Linked DNA regions of Mus musculus: all the other regions are linked to region 1. Evidence: chromatin contacts called from public Hi-C and promoter capture Hi-C data. All regions are on one chromosome and are shown on one strand. The core of a region is the stretch at or near the end of the contact, and the rest is flanking DNA. Distances in the headings are between cores, read along the strand shown. Region 1 holds the start of Nmd3 (NMD3 ribosome export adaptor). Region 2 holds the start of Etfdh (electron transferring flavoprotein, dehydrogenase). Region 3 holds the start of Dhx36 (DEAH (Asp-Glu-Ala-His) box polypeptide 36). Region 4 holds the start of Gmps (guanine monophosphate synthetase).

Evidence for each region. Promoter capture Hi-C pulls out the DNA fragments that hold promoters and counts their contacts. Hi-C and Micro-C count contacts between places; a contact is called where the count stands out from the background.
Region 2: a promoter capture Hi-C map of cranial neural crest shows a contact between it and region 1. The contact joins the promoter of Etfdh here to the promoter of Nmd3 in region 1. A contact is called at or near these places in 1 of 39 promoter capture datasets (cranial neural crest) and 2 of 484 Hi-C or Micro-C datasets (CD4 T cells and CD8 T cells).
Region 3: a contact with region 1 is called in a Hi-C map of B cells, with 5 read pairs. The contact joins the promoter of Dhx36 here to the promoter of Nmd3 in region 1. A contact is called at or near these places in 3 of 484 Hi-C or Micro-C datasets (B cells, CD4 T cells and the G1E-ER4 cell line).
Region 4: a Hi-C map of muscle stem cells shows a contact between it and region 1, with 4 times the contacts expected there. The contact joins the promoter of Gmps here to the promoter of Nmd3 in region 1. A contact is called at or near these places in 2 of 484 Hi-C or Micro-C datasets (CD4 T cells and muscle stem cells).

Annotation. Positions count from the first base shown.
Region 1 is chr3:69,719,920-69,724,117 of GRCm38.p6, reverse strand. Nmd3 (NMD3 ribosome export adaptor) reads right to left here and starts at 2,063. Exons shown (of 16, transcript NM_133787.2): 1 at 1,996-2,063; 2 at 1,652-1,709. The coding sequence starts at 1,695.
Region 2 is chr3:79,626,550-79,630,747 of GRCm38.p6, reverse strand. Etfdh (electron transferring flavoprotein, dehydrogenase) reads left to right here and starts at 1,981. Exons shown (of 13, transcript NM_025794.2): 1 at 1,981-2,230. The coding sequence starts at 2,197. It overlaps 4930579G24Rik (RIKEN cDNA 4930579G24 gene), which reads right to left and starts at 1,669. Exons shown (of 2, transcript NM_029482.1): 1 at 1,392-1,669. The coding sequence starts at 1,571.
Region 3 is chr3:62,504,994-62,509,191 of GRCm38.p6, reverse strand. It overlaps Dhx36 (DEAH (Asp-Glu-Ala-His) box polypeptide 36), which reads left to right and starts at 2,204. Exons shown (of 25, transcript NM_028136.2): 1 at 2,204-2,474. The coding sequence starts at 2,253.
Region 4 is chr3:63,973,642-63,977,839 of GRCm38.p6, reverse strand. Gmps (guanine monophosphate synthetase) reads right to left here and starts at 1,697. Exons shown (of 16, transcript NM_001033300.2): 1 at 1,530-1,697. The coding sequence starts at 1,556.

The DNA of each region.
Region 1 (4,198 bases), core at 814-3,313:
TTAATGGGTCAAAGTGCTTCCAGCTCTTATAGCAAACTGGGGTCAATTTTCAGCACACAAGAGGCAGCTCACAACCATCTGTAACTCTAGTTCCAGGAGAGTCTACCACTCTTCTGATGTCCATGGCCTCTTACATGCACTTAGCACACACACATACACTCACGAATAAAATAAGTTGATTTGTTTTTAAAAGACAAGTGGGGTGTGGGGGGAAATCTTTTTCGTCTTAACAACCAGGAAGCAGGGCACACAGATCTGTGAGTCTCACGCCAGCCAGAGCTTCATGAGAGTCTGTCTCGAAGAGGGGAAAAAGGCAATCTTAAAGACAGAGTGAAGAAGAATCCTGAAACATCGGCAAAAATCAAAGGGCCATAATTCTGAAAATGCTTAAAGAGGGCACTGTGCGACTTTGTCATGCTAATGAACTTCATGCAATGATAGAAATGTCCTAGTCCCTCATCTCTTCTTTAAAATTGGAAAACTAAGAAAAAAAGAAATTAGCAATGCAAATAGTCTAACAACAATAGCAAACACTAATGTGCACATAAATTCAACAATATAAACAAAAGACAGCCAAGTGTGATGGTGCAGACCTTTACCCAGCACTTGCGAGGCAGAGGCAGAGGCAGACAGATCTCTCTATGAGTTCCTGGTAAGCAGGACTTAACATGGTAAGACTGTCTCAAAAGCAAAAATAAACAACAAAGAGAAACAAACAATATATGTAAGATCCGTTTCTCGTTTCTCTTGCATCTGACTCGGCTAGTGGGTGCCCCCTTTGTTCTGAGCATCTACAATGCGTAGATGCGAACAGGCCCCCTTTACAGGGACCCACAATGAACAGTAAAGGAAAATGTACGTATTCCATGAAAACAGAAAGGAGATTATTAAGGAAAGGAAAGGGACCTGTGAGGGGGTAGGAGGGTTAAGGAAGATCAATGGTAGGGTAAATATGAACGCTGTACAATGTTAAATATGCGGACCCTCCTATATACATGAAAATATAATGAAACCCTGTATTTTATGTTACAAAGTAATTTTTAAAAGGAGAAATAGACAAAAATACAGGACAAGAAGAGCACCTATGCCTACCGATGCTCTAAGCTACAGGAGTATAACTCTATAGTGTACTGGAGGCAGAAAAATTTTGTGAAGCAGGCCTGACATAATCGCAGCACTTGGGAGGCTAAGGCTGAAGGGACAAGGCTCTCAAGGTCAGCCGTGGCTACAGAGTGAATTCCAGGGCCAATCTAACAGGACTGGCTCCATCGAAAGTAAGATTTCAACGAAACAGCAGAAAAAGTCTGTGAACCTCCGCCACCGTGGCCCACGGCTGCCCAAAGAAAACTAAGATAATCTTCCAGTGGTGGCCACTAGCTGCACGTGAGCACCGCATACCATGTGGCTAGCACGACAGAGGAGCCGGGTGACAACCGTACACGTCCACTCGTGCCCCTCTAGGAGGACGTCTTCTCAAAGCACTCATTTTTTTCTACACCGGACTTAAAATGGGGTAGACTTCCTATGCGATCAAGACCCAACCGTTTTCTCCCACCGAGAAAAGGACCTCTCCTGCTAGCGTTAACCGTTTTCTCGGTATTTTACGATCTGCAGACGCCAAGGGATCGATCAGGGCGGGCTCGCAACTCACATGTGTCCCGGGCTGTGCTCAATGGACTCTGCCATGTACTCCATGGTTCGCGCGCGACCTATCAAGGGGAGGGAAGGACCGGTGAGACTTGGATCCATCAGGTCGAGTCTCCTGAGTTCGGGGACAGCCATGCGTGCGGCACACAAGCCCGGGGGTCGCGAGCCGCCGCCCAGCACGGCCCTTCCGCCCTCCTCCGCGCCGCGGCTCCGCATGCGGCCGGCCTCGGCCCCACACCCACGCCCCGGCGCCCGTGCGGGCCGCTCGCAGCCCGGGTACAGGGCCCGGCTCGCTCCCTCGTCTGGCCGCTGTTGGCGCAGGAGCCGGGTCTCCCACCCAGAACCTACCAGCAGCTCCGTGACAGGGCGAAATACACCCACAGCGGGCAACCCGCCGGCCAGGACGCACTACCGGCTACCTCAGCCGCGCTACACACCTACGAAGATCTCGCGATAGGAGAACCGGAAATCCCGCGTGCTGAAGGGTGCGGGAGAAGGGGACGGGTGGGCGGGGTCAAAGAATACACGTGTAGCAAGGGGCGGGGCCTATGGAGTGAGTGGGTGGGGATACGGGAGACCGGGCGAGCTGAGCAGGCTCGGGACAGTGATTACAACAGTTTGGTGTCTGTGATAGGCTCACCGTTCCACCCGCCCCCGTATCTTTAAAATGCACTTCTCAGCTCCTGGGGAGAGGGCTCAGCAGTTAAAAGCAGTTGTTCTTACAAAGGACCTGGGTTCAATTCCCAGCACTCACAGGGTGGGCTCACTGACGTCTAGAGTTCCATTTGGAGAGGATCTGCCGCCCTCTTAACTCTGAGGCCACCAACCACAAACTTGGTGCATATATATTCATGCGGGCCAAACACTCAAATACATAAAATACATGGATCTTTCTAAAGAAACATGGCCACTGTAAATATCACCATGGACAACTTAAGAGTATCGAATCGCTGTTTACTAAACAGTTGATGCAAAAAGAAAAAGAAAAGAAAGAAAAACTGAAAACTCTCTATTATATTGCAAACACTGTACTTTTAATAGTAAGCAGAAAATATAAAATGTTTTTCATTAAAGAAAAGTATTATTCTTAAAGAAATCATCTGAAACATATTTTTCTCAGAAGTGGATCCACAAAATAGATGAAAACAGGTAAATCCGCAACTGTAACCGAAACTGATGTCAAAAGGAAGACCCTAGCATTTCTAAGGTCCGAAGAGGTGTCAGACGCCCCGGAGCTGGAGTTACAGGTGGTTTGAAACTGCCCAACACAGAGGCTGAGAACCAAGCTCTTCTGGTCCTGGGAGAGAGTAGCAGATGTTCTTAACTGCTGAGCCACCACCTTTCCAGCTCCACACAATCATCTGTGTTTTATAAGACATTTATAATGAACATGGAAATGTAACTACAGTATAAACTTTAGTTACTTGTTTTTTAAAGATATGCCTAATTTCTACTAAAACAGACAAGGGTGTTTATGTTCTCCACTTTTAATAGAGTGTTGGAAGTTTTTAGCTAGGGCTGTAAGACAAGGGAAATAATAAAGGGAATACAAATAAGAAAGGGAGAAACCAAAATATTCTTATTTGCAGATGCTATGATTCTATACATGAGAGTCCTAAGAACTCCAATAGAAGCCTTAGCGTTGGAGGCTGGGGAGATGGCTGAGTCAGTAAGGTGCTTGCCATGCAGGCTCGAGGATCTGAGTTGGATACCCAGCACCTGCATAAAGAGGGGAAAGTGGTCTGAAGAGATGGCTCAGTAGTCCATACTATTATTCTTGCAAAACACTAGAGTTCAGTACCCAGCATCCGTATTATCATCTTTGAATGGCTTATAACTTCAACTCCAGGGGGATGCCTCTATCTTCTGTGGGCTCCTGCACTCATATTAACCGTCGGCACTATTCAGGTAAATGAGGCAAAGAATTTTTCTTACTAAGCCTGCCTTTAGCCAAGTGGCATATCTAGAGGATCACACTATTCCAATTTAGGCTAATGACTCTAATTGGACTCCAGGACCCTATGACAGTAGAGGGTCTTTGTTCCCCAATGAAGAGGGTTTAAATTTGAATTCATCTTATCAAATAGAAGTGGGAGGATTTCCTTTTTGGATTGGGCATGAAGTTCATATTTGAAAGTTATAGCTAAGGGGCAGTTATTTATTATTCATAAATGAACAAATATGAAGGACCCAAGAACCTATTCATTTGAATAGGGGAGGGGTTTGAAGAAAATATTACTAATAGTCTTTCCATTCCACCTCATTCTCCTCCTCGCCACACTCCTGTAGTCTTGGAGGTAAGTGTCTGGGAACAATGAAGAGGATCAGAGCTGTGAGCTGTGAGTAATTCTTGCTGTGGTAACTTCATACCTTGGTGCCTACAGGCTCTGCTTGCACCAAAGGTGCAGAAAGACACAGAATTAAGATAGTTCTATAATCAGCCAGGCGGTGGTGGTGCACGCCTTTAATCCCAGCACTTGGGAGGCAGGGGCAGGTGGATTTCTGAGTTCGAGGCCAGCCTGGTCTACAGAGTGAGTTCCAGGACAGCCAA
Region 2 (4,198 bases), core at 732-3,231, 9.9 Mb before region 1:
AGAAAACACATCCAACTCTCATATATTTCCCCAAGGCAACCTGGAAACCTCTTGACTAAAAGTGGCAGAGCCATCCAAAGGACTTCCTCACTTTGCCTGGTAACGAAGTAAGAAAAGCCCTGTTCCACTATTTTCACCCATGAACACTTATTTTTGAGCTATAAATAAGTAAATAAATAATAAAATCAAAGAACTTATACTCTAAGCTGAGCTGACAGAACATCTAAAATCACACACAGCTATGAAAAACTCACTTTTAAATCAAATGCTTTCTTCACCAAAAAATATAAAATAACACTTTTTTTATATCATGTCAGCATTTATTGTTCACATTTATTTGTAACCTGTATTGTTTGGGGGGAGGGACCTGGACTAATACTTCAGCCATCTCTTTTGACAAAAGAATAAAAACCTGTCAGCCAGTTCTAGTTTCCAAATCTTTTGTGTGGTTATTCCACAACCCTCTCCAGGAAGATTGTCTGCTACATACTTCAGTCCTTTCTCCCTCTCAAAGAGTCCTTATAAAGTGCCACTGTAAACACATAAGTGGATGCTCACAGTCAGCTATTGGATGGATCACAGGGCCCCCAATGGAGGAGCTTGAGAAAGTACCCAAGGAGCTAAAGAGATCTGCAACCCTATAGGTGGAACAACATTATGAACTAACCAGTACCCCGGAGCTCTTGACTCTAGCTGCATATGTATCAAAAGATGGCCTAGTCGGCCTTCAATGGAAAGAACGGCCCATTGGACTGGCAAACTCTATATGCCTCAGTACAGGGGAACGCCAGGGCCAAAAAGTGGGAGTGGGTGGGTAGGGGAGTGGGAGAGGGTATGGGGGACTTTTGGGATAGCATTGGAAATGTAAATGAGGAAAATACCTAATAATAAATAAATAAAGTGCCGCTGTGACCCTCCAACCCCTCAGCGTTATACGTGTTGGGGTCAGGAAGTTATTTCTGGGAATTCGAGATTGAACAAAAACTTTACAGAATTTTTGCATTGCAAGATTCTGTTCTAAACTGTCCTATCAAATCCATCTGCCGGCTGTGATTAGCCCTGGTCCACTCAAGTCCAACACAGAGCCAAGTAAGCGACACACAACAGCATCACCAGCTGGCCCTGGGCTGGTGGCCAACTAGAAGCACAAGCTCGAGTCCCTTAGAAAGCACCAATGGGCAAGGAGGCAAGCTATGACCGCCCAAAGTGCTCCGAGGGATGGGAGGAGGCGGAGAGAGGATCCTGGCAGCGGGGCTGCGGATGACCGCTAGCAGAAGGAGAAGGAAAGAAAGATGCGGGAAGAGAGAGCCGAGGCTAGCCCTCAACTCCAAGAACCGCAGGCAGGAGCACCCTAGCTGCAATCAGCTCTCAGCCGCAACGGCGACACTCACGTCTCCGATCTGCAGCTCCACTTGCTCCAGCGGGTCCACGGTTGGACCGGGACTCCTGCTCGGATCCCGCCAGCCCAAACTCACTGGCATGCTGAGGGACGACGAAGAGGCGCCTGACGACGGAGATGAGGGAGGCGGCGGCGGCGGCGAAGAAGCCCGAAACTCCTCAGAGTCAGCCATGGGAGTGAGCTGGGGCTACTGGACCGGATCAAGCAACCGAACCCTCACCAACTGCCTTTCGACCGCTCGCGCCCAAAGCCCATAGGCTCCGCCTCCTCCCACACGGAGTCCCGCCCCATCTTCTCGTTTGTCTCTGCCCTGGACCCCAAGTACGTCTCATTTTTTCCAGACAGCCAATCAGATATCAAGCCAGGCGTCACCAGGCTCCTGCGCACAGCTCCAGGAGCTAAACACTACAACTCCCAGAATGCCTAGCAAATCAGCCTCGCTATGCTTCTAGGGCGCATGCGCACACGCGAGAGCTTGTCGGCCTCTTCTGCACACTAGGTTCCTGGCTGAGGATGACTGGGAGATGGAGTCTTCTGCCTTTTCCTGGCTTGTATGTGACCCGGAAACCTTACTGGCCTTCGTGTCCTCTGTGGCGCCGGCGCAAAGCAGAAGAGGGGCGGGTACGCCGCGAAGCAAGGGCGGTCGGCAGAGCCCAGACGCTGACAGAAGCTGAGCAGTCGGGGCTTCTTGGCAGGTGATGGCGCCCCTCGTAGCCTAGAAGTCCAGCACCCTCGGCAAGCCGCAGACCCACGCCTCTCTCCTTTGTATCTGGTCAAGTCTCCGGGTCACTTTGAACATGTTGGTGCGACTAACCAAGCTGTCCTGCCCTGGTGAGACGAAACTCCTGGTGGGGACAGAAGGAGCAAGGTGGATAAGTTGGGACAAAACAAGACTGGGGCCACACCCGGGGTACTGCCAGCATCTCTTTCCTTGTCTATTGTCTTAGGCTAAACTAGGGCAAAGGTCAATGCTGTCAGCGCCTGGTGGCCGACCCTACCTTACCGACCTTGGAGTTGCCCCAGTTGGCAGAATTATCATCTAGGTTAAAGGTCATGAGAAGAGAAAATTGTCAACACTGCCCCCTCGGTGGAGTTCCCCCAAATGCCGCTCCTAATCTTTACCTCAAGGCTCAGGTATTATCTGCCGCCTTATTAGGAATGGGAAAGAAAGAAAAACTTGTGTGGGTTTTCGCCTTGGCTCTGACCTGACTTTGCAGCCATAATAGTCTAATCTTAATTGAAGTCTGAGCTCTCATATCGTATTAACTCATATATTACCAATTATGTCTGGAGTCGGAATTTTTTCTGCATTATCCAGAGTTAACACCAGGCGTTTCTGTTATGGGTGTTTCTTAAAGCAGTTGCAGGATAGTTTTAAGTTTTTACTTAAAAACAACCCCCTCGTTCAAACAGAAGTTTAGAGGATCTTGAATTCTGTTGTAACTGGCTTAATATAAATCTTTACTGAAGTTAATTTGGCTGTGGGATTTTTAAACAAGTATTTGTATACTTGTTTAAACAATATGGTGTATATTCAAACCAAGCATCTATTATCCACAGAAGATGGTATGCTTTGAGAGCCATCAGTTTACAGTCTAATTTAGATGCAGTCTTGGATCTAGTCAGTGACTTTTCTTTAAACGCTAATTTGTTACATTTTCATTACTCAGTGTTACCTCTAGTGGTGACAACTAAATGTGCTAAGTATGTCGTGTATGGCTGATCCGGTGTTCAGTGACTCTGACTTTGCTTTCTACTGGAACTCTGTCTTTATGCCTAAATGTTCAGATGGGTCATGAGAGATACCATGCTCGTTTAAGCAAAGGAATAAACGTTATACCTTTTTAAAATTCTCTGGTGGGAATCAGAGGCCACGGTTCCAACTGTTCTCGAGCAAATTAGTAGCTGTACAAATAATAGAATGAATTTTCAGAAGTAAATGATAACTTGTATATGGTAAACTACAGGGTATAATAAATACCTTTTAAATGATGATAGTATGTTTGAACTCAACCAAATTTGCCTATAAGTACTTATAAATATCTTTCCCCCGTGAATTAGGGTAAAAAAAAAAAGATTTAATCTTGGACTTAATAAAGTATTTCAATATCATCGACTGATAGATTGATTTTTTTTCAAGGCAGAGTTCCTCTGTGTGGTCCTGGCTGCCCAGGAACTGGCTCTGTAGACCAGGCTGGCCTCAACCTCACAGAGCTCCATCCACCTGCCTCTGCCTGTGCTGGGATTAAAGGCCTGCACCACTACTGCCCAGCAATATAATACTTTTTAATGTGCAAAACAAGCTAGGGAAGATTTGTTTCCCTACCTCTTTAAAATTATCAAAAGAAATGTATAGTATTTACAAGACATTAGACTTCTACTCCAAATGTTTTTTTTTTCCCCACTTCATTCAAATTTATTGTCTTGATGCCAGGTATCACTTGAGAAACTATTTTGTTAAAATATTTAAAAATATTAACCATGTAATTGGTGGTAAAAATAAAATTAGTTTATATAAGAATAATTTGTTAAAAATATTTCGTCTTCTTTTTTTTTCTTTTGTTTTTCTTTTGTTTTGGTTTGGTTTGGTTTTTGGTTTTTTTGGTTTTTGAGACAGGGTTTCTCTGTGTAGCCCTGGCTGACCTGGAATTCACTCTGTAGACCAGACTGGCCGCGAACTCAGAAATCCGCCTGCCCCTGCCTCCCAAGTGCTGGGATTAAAGGCATGCGCCACCACACCCGGCCTTCTTCTTTCTATTTAATTAAGAAAAAATTTACCATGGCCTCAGGTTCCATGAT
Region 3 (4,198 bases), core at 955-3,454, 7.2 Mb after region 1:
ATAAAGTAAAGTAAAGATTATTTTTTTTATTTATTTACATTCCAGTCATCGCCTCCCCTCCTGCTTCCCCTCTCCCACAGTTCTTCATCCCATTCCTCCTTTCCCTTGCCTCCAAGAGGACAGTCCCCTCAAGACTACCCACTTCCCTGGGGTCTCAAGTCTCTGGAGGATTAAGCACAACTCTCACTGAAGCCAAACCAGGCAGACCTCTGCTATATCTGTGCCAGGGGCCTGTGCTTGGCCCATGTATGCTCCTGGTTGGTGGCTCAGTCTCTGGGAGCTCCCTGGGTCCAGGTTAGTTGAGACTGCTGTTCTTCCTATGGGGCCATCCTGTCTTCATCTTCTTCAGTCCTTCTTCTAATTCAACCACAAGGGTCCTCAACTTCAGTTCAATGTTAGGTGTAAGTATCTGTGTTTGTCTCAGTTCACTGCTGGTAAGGCCTCTCAGAAGATAATCATGCCAGGCTCCTGTCTGTAAGCACATCATAGATCAGAAATAGTGTCAGGCCTTGTTGCTTGGAGCCCAAGTTGGGACGGTCATTGGACTGACTTTCCTTTTGTCTCTTATCCATTTTTGTCCCTGCAGTTCCTTTAGGCAGGAACAAATCTGGGTCAGAAAATTTAACTGTGGGTTAGTAACCCAGTCCCTCTTCTTGAGACCCTGTCTATCTACTGGAGGTAGTAGTCTCTTTAAGTTCCCTCTCCTCACTTTTGGGCATTTTGGCTAAGGTCACCCACATTGAGTCCTGAGAGTCTCTCACCTCCCCGGTCTCTAGTACTTTAGTACTTTCTAGAGACCCCCGCGCCCCTCCCATCCCCTTGGCTGCTTATTTCCATTCATTCTCCTGGCCCTCTGGGCTTCTCTCCTGCTCACCCACCCAATACTTTATCCTGTTTCATTTTCCCCTCCCCCTTCCATTCGGCTACCTCCATCCCTCTGCCCCCATGATTATTTTCTTCCCCCTTCTAAGTGGGATTGAAGCATCCTCATTTGAGCCTTTCTGCTTGTTAAACTTTAAGTACTGTGGATTGTATCCTAGGTATTCTGTACTTTTTTAGTTAATATCCACTTATCATTGAGTACGTACCATGCATGTCCATTTGGGTCTGGATTACTTCGATGATCAGGATATTTTCTTGTTCCATTCATTTGCATGCAAAATTCATGATGTCCTCATTTTTAATAGCTGAATAGTATTCCACTGAGTAAATGAACCACATTTTCTGTATCCATTCTTTGGTTGTTTCCAGCTTCTGGCAATTACATATAAGGCTGTTATGAACATAGTGGAGCACATGTCCTTGTGGTATGGTAGGACATCTTCTCATATATTCACAAGAGTGGTATAGTTGGGTCTTCAGGTAGAACTATTTCTAATTTTCTGAGGAACTGCCAGATTAGATACAAGTAACCTATGACAGCCTCAAACTCATTATACAGCTAAGGGTCAAATTCTGATTTATCATCTTCCATCTGCTGTTTGCTGAGATTGCATACCTGCACCACAACACCGTTTATACTGTTTGGGATTAAAACCATGCCAGGCAAGCACTCTTATCAATTGAGCTGACACCCAAGTTCCAGGATTAAAGTTTTTTTTTTTTTTTAAGATTTATTTATTTTATGTATATGAGTTTACTATAGCTGTTTTCAGACACACCAAAAGAGGGTATGGGATTTGATTATGGATGGTTGTGAGCAACCATGTGGTTGCTAGGAATTGAACTCATGACTTCTAGGAGGAGCAGTCAGTGCTCTTAACGGCTGAGCCGTCTCTCCAAGCCTAGTATTAGAGAGTCTTTAAAGAAGGTATTTGGGTGCGTATATTTGACTGAAAGAGGTGCCAGGCGTTTTCTAAGAAATAAGAACTTCTTTGGTCTTTGAGGACAGAGTACACAATGGTCGATGGTTTTGTTGGGTATGTATTTGCATGGCTTTGCAAATAAGTTCTAGGTTTAACAAAGTAATTAAAATTCACTCAAATTTCCACATTTTCTCAGGCTAGTTTAAATTCCCCGCCATCCGAAGGACGCCCACCCAGGAGCTAAGTTTCTGGCCAGAACACGAACCGCGGCTCACACCGCTGGCGCCGTCCGTGACGTCACCGGAAATGTCTGCTTGTGACACTCAACGTCCCGCCCTCTCGCGCTGGGCGCCGGAAGCAAAGCAGAGGGGAATGTGCGCCCGCTTCCGGGCCCGGACGCCATTTTCAGCGGTTGAGTTTTGGCAGAGCTGCTAGTCGGCTCCGACAATGAGCTACGACTATCATCAGAGCTGGAGCCGCGATGGGGGCCCACGGGGCTCCGGCCAGGGCTCCAGCGGCGGCGGCGGCGGAGGGAGCCGGGGCTCGGGCGGCGGCGGAGGGGGCCGCGGCGGCCGGGGCCGGCATCCCGCACACCTTAAGGGTCGCGAGATCGGCCTGTGGTACGCCAAGAAGCAGACGCAGAAGAACAAGGAGGCTGAGAGGCAGGAGGTATGGAGGTCTCGTCAGGACGCGTTTGCTCTCCCTGGCGTTTGCTCGAGCTCGATGCAACCTCTGTCGAGCCCCGGGTAACGGGTCACCCGATGGGTTGCGCCTCCATCCCAAGCCATCACTGCTGCAGCCGATGCATGCTCTGTTTACGGACTTGAGAACTGAACTGAGGGTGAATGCTAAATTCAGACTCTAGCCAAGCCGACTCTTATTAGGGGATGCAATCATTTAGAATGCTTGCTGTCACCTTTAAGTTTTTTCCCCGAAGCAGCCAACAAAAGCATTAAAACACTGTCTTAAGTGTGTAGATCTTGGAGAAAAAAGTAGTTTAGGTAATAGTATTAGCATTAAAGTGAGTCATATGCTGGTCTTTTTTTTTTTTTTTTTCTCCCTTTCTGTTCTGAATTTTCTGTTGACTAGCAGCGCCTCTTTTAAGACTTATTGAAAGGAAGACGCTGTAGAGAAGTATTTGGCTAATTTCATCAGGAAATTGTCAGTTTGGTTTGTATCTTGAAGACCTGTAGTATAGGAAGCATCGTGTTTTTGTTGTCTGTTTTGTTTTGTTTTGTTTTGTTTTGTTTTGTTTTACCTGAGACAGGGTTTGTGTAGCCTTGGCTGTTCTGAACCTGCTCTGTAAATCAGGTTGGCCCTGAACACACAGAGATCCACCTACCTCCGAGATTAGAGGTGTGCACCACCAACCCAGCAAACATAATGGTTTTTGAGTGACCTGGTCTAAGTAACTCCATCATTGCGCAGAATCTTTAAGTGTTTGGACACTGTTTCATACATGCTTTTTTGAATGCTAAAGACCTTTGCATTCTAATAGGGGGAAAGAAATACCTAAACAAATAAGTTCAATAAGCGGATCTTTCCAGATATACACAGGACACACGTAACTTGTGCCCTGGATATTGATGCTACATAGTGCAGGCTGACCTTGTACTCCTAGTCCTCTTTTCATTCCCAGTGCTGGGATTTCATATGTGCACACCTCAGGGCTAGGCTTTTTTTATTAGTTGACCCCTTGATCCCAGTCCCATCCCCAAACTTCCACTTTAGCAAATGCCAGTGTTGTTTATTCACCTGCCATGTGGAAGTGAGCATTGATTTTTCTCTTTTCATTTTGGGAAATCTGTTTGCTCTGCTTTCTTGCTTATCTCTGCAGCAAGTATGGGTCAGACCTCTTAACTTGTTATTTGAATTATAGCCGCCCACCCCAGTCCCATTGTGGTCTCTTAAAACGTGATTCCTTAAGTGGTCTTTAGATCATTTTATTCTTTACTTCCCAACTTGTTTATTGAAGCCATGCAGCTTCTGCCTCTCATTGGTGTTGCCTGGGAACCATGTGATCTGGCTGTAACCTGTAACCCTCCTTGGGTTGATTTTTCCCAGCTCAAGCTCTGAGGCTGATGTAATCATTTATGATTTCTGCTCCTTATTACTTTTTTTTTTTTTTTTTTACCATTTTCCTCTCTAAAACGAGTCTTTGAATTATCTCTAAACATGGTTTTCAATTGGTATAATTCTTTTCAGCACTTTTGGCTTGATAAGATTTTTATCCTAGAATTTCCATCGCTTTTACATTCAAACAAGCCTCATGCTTGCAGATGAAAATACTCCAGTGGGTCCTCATAGTTCTTTCCATATATGTGTATGGCAAACTTACTATTATAGTACCTAATTTATAGAGATGATGTGTGCTAAGGGCCATAGACAGAATG
Region 4 (4,198 bases), core at 448-2,947, 5.7 Mb after region 1:
CAGTGTTGTGCCTATATGTTTGTCTGCACCATTTGCATGCAGTGTCTACAGGGACCAAGTGAGGATGTTGGATCATCTGAGCTGGAATTACAGACAGCTGTGAGTTGGCCACTCTACCACATGACCTTGACATAAAATTTAGCTATTCACCTTAAACTCAAATAAATCACAATGATCAAAAATATCATCTTAAGAAAATATTGAGCCGGGCAGTGGTGGCACACGCCTTTAATCCCAGCACTTGGGAGGCAGTGGCAGGCGGTTTTCTGAGTTCGGGGTCAGCCTGGTCTACAGAGTGAGTTCCAGGACAGCCAGGGCTACACAAAGAAACCCTGTATCGGAAAAAAAAAAGCAAAATAATAATTAAAAAATGTTGAAAAAATACTGAAATAATTTTGTGAAAATATTCTTCTAGATCGCAGTAGGTTCTATAAAACCGCAGCGAACTCATCCACCATAAAGATGAGTTCCAGTGAGTTGTAAGATTAAAAATTAAAGACAAATGTACAAAACTGTAAGGTGAGACTTATTCTTCAGACCATGACAGGTGCCTAGGTTTGAAAATATAGGAGCTACCTAATAATGTTTATTCATTTGTTCAACACAGGTTTTTGAATGATTCCTACATATTAAGCAGCCATTCGCGAGTTTGTGACACTTAAGCTCCATGTTTGCAAGGGCAGAAATTATTCCTGGCTCTAGAACAGCTATCCAAAAGTTTGGAGTTTCATACACCCGAAGAGAAATTTAACCAGATTGCTAAAGCTAGGTCACAAGCATGCACAAGCGTGATGTACACCTTGCTAAAGTAAATTATATTCCAACACCGCAGTTTCTCGATGACAAAACTGACTTTGTGAAGGTCAGAAAGCTCTCCAGGTCAAAGACGATTAGGTCGGAAGGGAAAGGGGACCAATTCAGACCAGGCAATTAAGAACGATGTCTAAGGCTGGGAGTTGGAAGCCACAAACGGGCATCAACGGCCCAACGCTCTCGCGTCTTGGCTAACGCAGTTAACTTTTTCCAGCACCCGTGGAGAACCTGGCTCCCAAGAAAAGGCCCCAAAGGCGGGAAAATGTCCCCGAAAACTAGCACGTAATACACGAGACAGAGTGCGCAGGAGCAGAACCTTTAACTCTACCCCTCCGAGGATGGCGGGAGAAGAGGGTGAGAAGCACACCTGGGCCCAGGAACAGAAGCTGTGGTCAATAGAGTCAGAAAGGCCTGCACTAGGCTGGAAAGAATACAGGCCCGCCTGGCCGGACCGCCGCAGGCGAGGCCCCGACCCTGCCCTGCGGTTGAAGGGCCCCGAAGTCCCCAAGAATCGCGGCCCACAGCCAGGTCGCCTCTCCGCTGGAACTCGATGCTTCACTAGCAAAGCCAACAAAGCGCCTCGGATGCAATAAAGCCGCGCCGCAGGCCGGGCTGACACATGTAGAGCGCCACTGACCCGGCCGAGGGAGACGGACGGACCCCCAGGTCTCGCTCACGCTGCCGGAGGGCGGCAGAGACGCCAATCACAGACTGACCTTGGAATCTCCGTTGCACAGGGCCATCGGGGACCAACGCCGCGGGTGCAGACTGCTGGCAAGGCCTGGACGCCAGAGGCTCAACACCGGGACCGGCAGAAGCGTGAAGAACAAGAGCAGCCCGGAACCTAACAGCGGCCTCAGAACACAGAAGCGCGCGCAGGCCCTGCCTCCAGCTTCCGCCCGACCTCCTCTAACCGGCCCCGCCTCTTAGAGGCGGGACCATGCAAGCCCCGCCCTCGTCGTCACCCCGGGAAGATAACACCAAACCTACCAGAAAGGAAAGCATCAGCCATGCCCCCAGTCTGGGCAATAGAACTGGATGTGATAGCTGACAATAATTAAGTAGTGGCTACATACCACCTCAAACTTCAAGTTTTTATAAACTGCAAGATACATTTAAGTAATGGATTCACCGTGTCACAAATAGTGGCTCAATTTTTCTGGTTTTTTTTTGTTTTATTTTGGTTTTGTTGTTTTTCTAAATAAGGTCACTCAGCAGACCAGGCTAGCCTCAAAGTTACATCCAGCTGCCTCTGACTCCTAAGTGCTAAAATTAAAGGTGTGTGCCATCACCTCTGTTTTTTAACAATAAGCTGTAGATTCCTCAGAGAGCCTACCTTGTTGAAGAAATTATATTTATTTGATTGCCTGTTTAGTTTTTGTTTGTCTGTTTCTTTTTTCTTTTGTAAGAATGTATGGTAGCCAGTCACCACCTTTGATCCCAGCAATCTGGAGGCTGAGGCAGGCACATCTTAGTTCCAGGCCAGATTTTTTTTTCTTTTTTTTTTTTTTTTGGTTTTTCAAGACAGGGTTTCTCTGTATAGCCCTGGCTGTCCTAGAACTCACTTTGTAGACCAGGCTGGCCTCGAACTCAGAAATCCGCCTGCCTCTGCCTCCCGAGTGCTGGGATTAAAGGCGTGCGCCACCACGCCCGGCTCAGATTTTTAAAAATAAGGAAAGAAAGTAATTAAAAGAAAAATGTTCAGAGGCTCTTGATCTCTCTCTCTCTCTCTCTCACTCTGGTGCCAGAACAGCCAGGGCTATACAGAGAAACCCTGTCTCAAAAAAAAAAAAAAAAAAAAAAAAAGAAGAAGAAGAAAAGAAAGAAAGAAAGAAAGAAAGAAAGGGAAAAGGGAAAAGGGAAAAGGGAAAAGGGAAAAGGGAAAGGGAAAGGGAAAGGGAAAGGAAAGGAAAGGAAAGGAAAGGAAAGGAAAAAAGAAAACCCAACATCCTCCCATGGCCTCAGTGCCTATAAACACATGTACACATAACCCCCCCCCCCCCAACACACACACAATGAAATAAGAACTTTTGCAAGCAACAGCAAAAAAGAATGGCTGATGTGAAGGAAGAAGCCAGGTGTCATTGGTGTCCTAACACTTGCTAGTGCATCCCTGTGAGTTGGAGGCCAGCCTAGGACACATAGAAAAAGACAGGAAAGGAGAACTGCTGTGGATGATAAAGGACACAGATAGGATTTATGATAAACTATCAAGTAATAAAAGCTGGAAATGTTAAAGAATCATTTTCAGCTATCATAACAATAGTAAATTAGGACATGAAATATTAGTAGATGCTAAAATTAAAGAGTGGAAGATAAGAAGCAAGTTTTATTTATACTGTCACAGAGTATCTTCCCACATTATTACTTATGCAATGTAAAATAGCAAATTTTTCTGTCTTTGCTTGTTTTTGAGTAGAGTTTCACTGTTAACCCTTGATAGCTATGAACTAGACATGATCCAACTGCATGAGCCTCCCAAGTGTATATGCTACCACATCTTACAAAATTTAGCAACTTTAGAAGTGCCTCAAGTCAGCCTTTCTTGAGTGATCAATATGAATATCACAAATAGTACAGTAGGTCAGTGTCATGTCTCACTTGATGGTCTAAATAAAATGAGGAGAATGTTACTGTAGTTCTGCCTAAAATTCATAAAAGAAAGGAACATCAATTAAAGACACATTCCACAAAATAACTGGCCTATGATTATATCCAGTTATTTATTTCTTTATGAAAACAATACCTCTAAACCTGATCATTAAAGGAGACTTTTTTCTGCAATTAGGGCAGAGTTTATCCATCAAGAACATCTTTTCTCCGTGATAGTGTATTAGCTGAAGCAGTCTAAAGGCTGCCTCTACCAGGCCGAAGATAGAGTAGCCCAAAGGCTGGGACTTAGAATAATCTGTTCTAAAGGCTTTCTCATTCATACTTTTGACATGGCTTTGAGAATATCTTTTGAGGGCGGGAACACTTTGACCCTCAGAGCATCTTCAGCTCGCTGCAGCCTCTCCCTTACCTCTGTATCAGGTCTGAATTCCCAGGGAGAGTATTCTAGGTTGAAGCTTATAGCCTCTTCTAATTTTCTTTCCTGTTAACATACTAAGAATGGAATCTGGGGCTTTCATTCCCAGCCTCTGTAGCCTTTTCTAATCTTGCTTTAGCTTGCAAACAAAATTGTTTCTCTGCCTTTTATTCATTGGATGAATTACAATCCAAGCATAGATCCATTTCTCATTGCTTTAAAAAACTTTATGGTTTATAGAACCATGTAAGATTCCAGACAGCCAAACTAATTCTGAGCAAAAATAGCAATGATGGAGGAACTGCTATCCAAGACCTCAAGAAATACTATAGAGTCATAGTAATAAAAAAAATATGG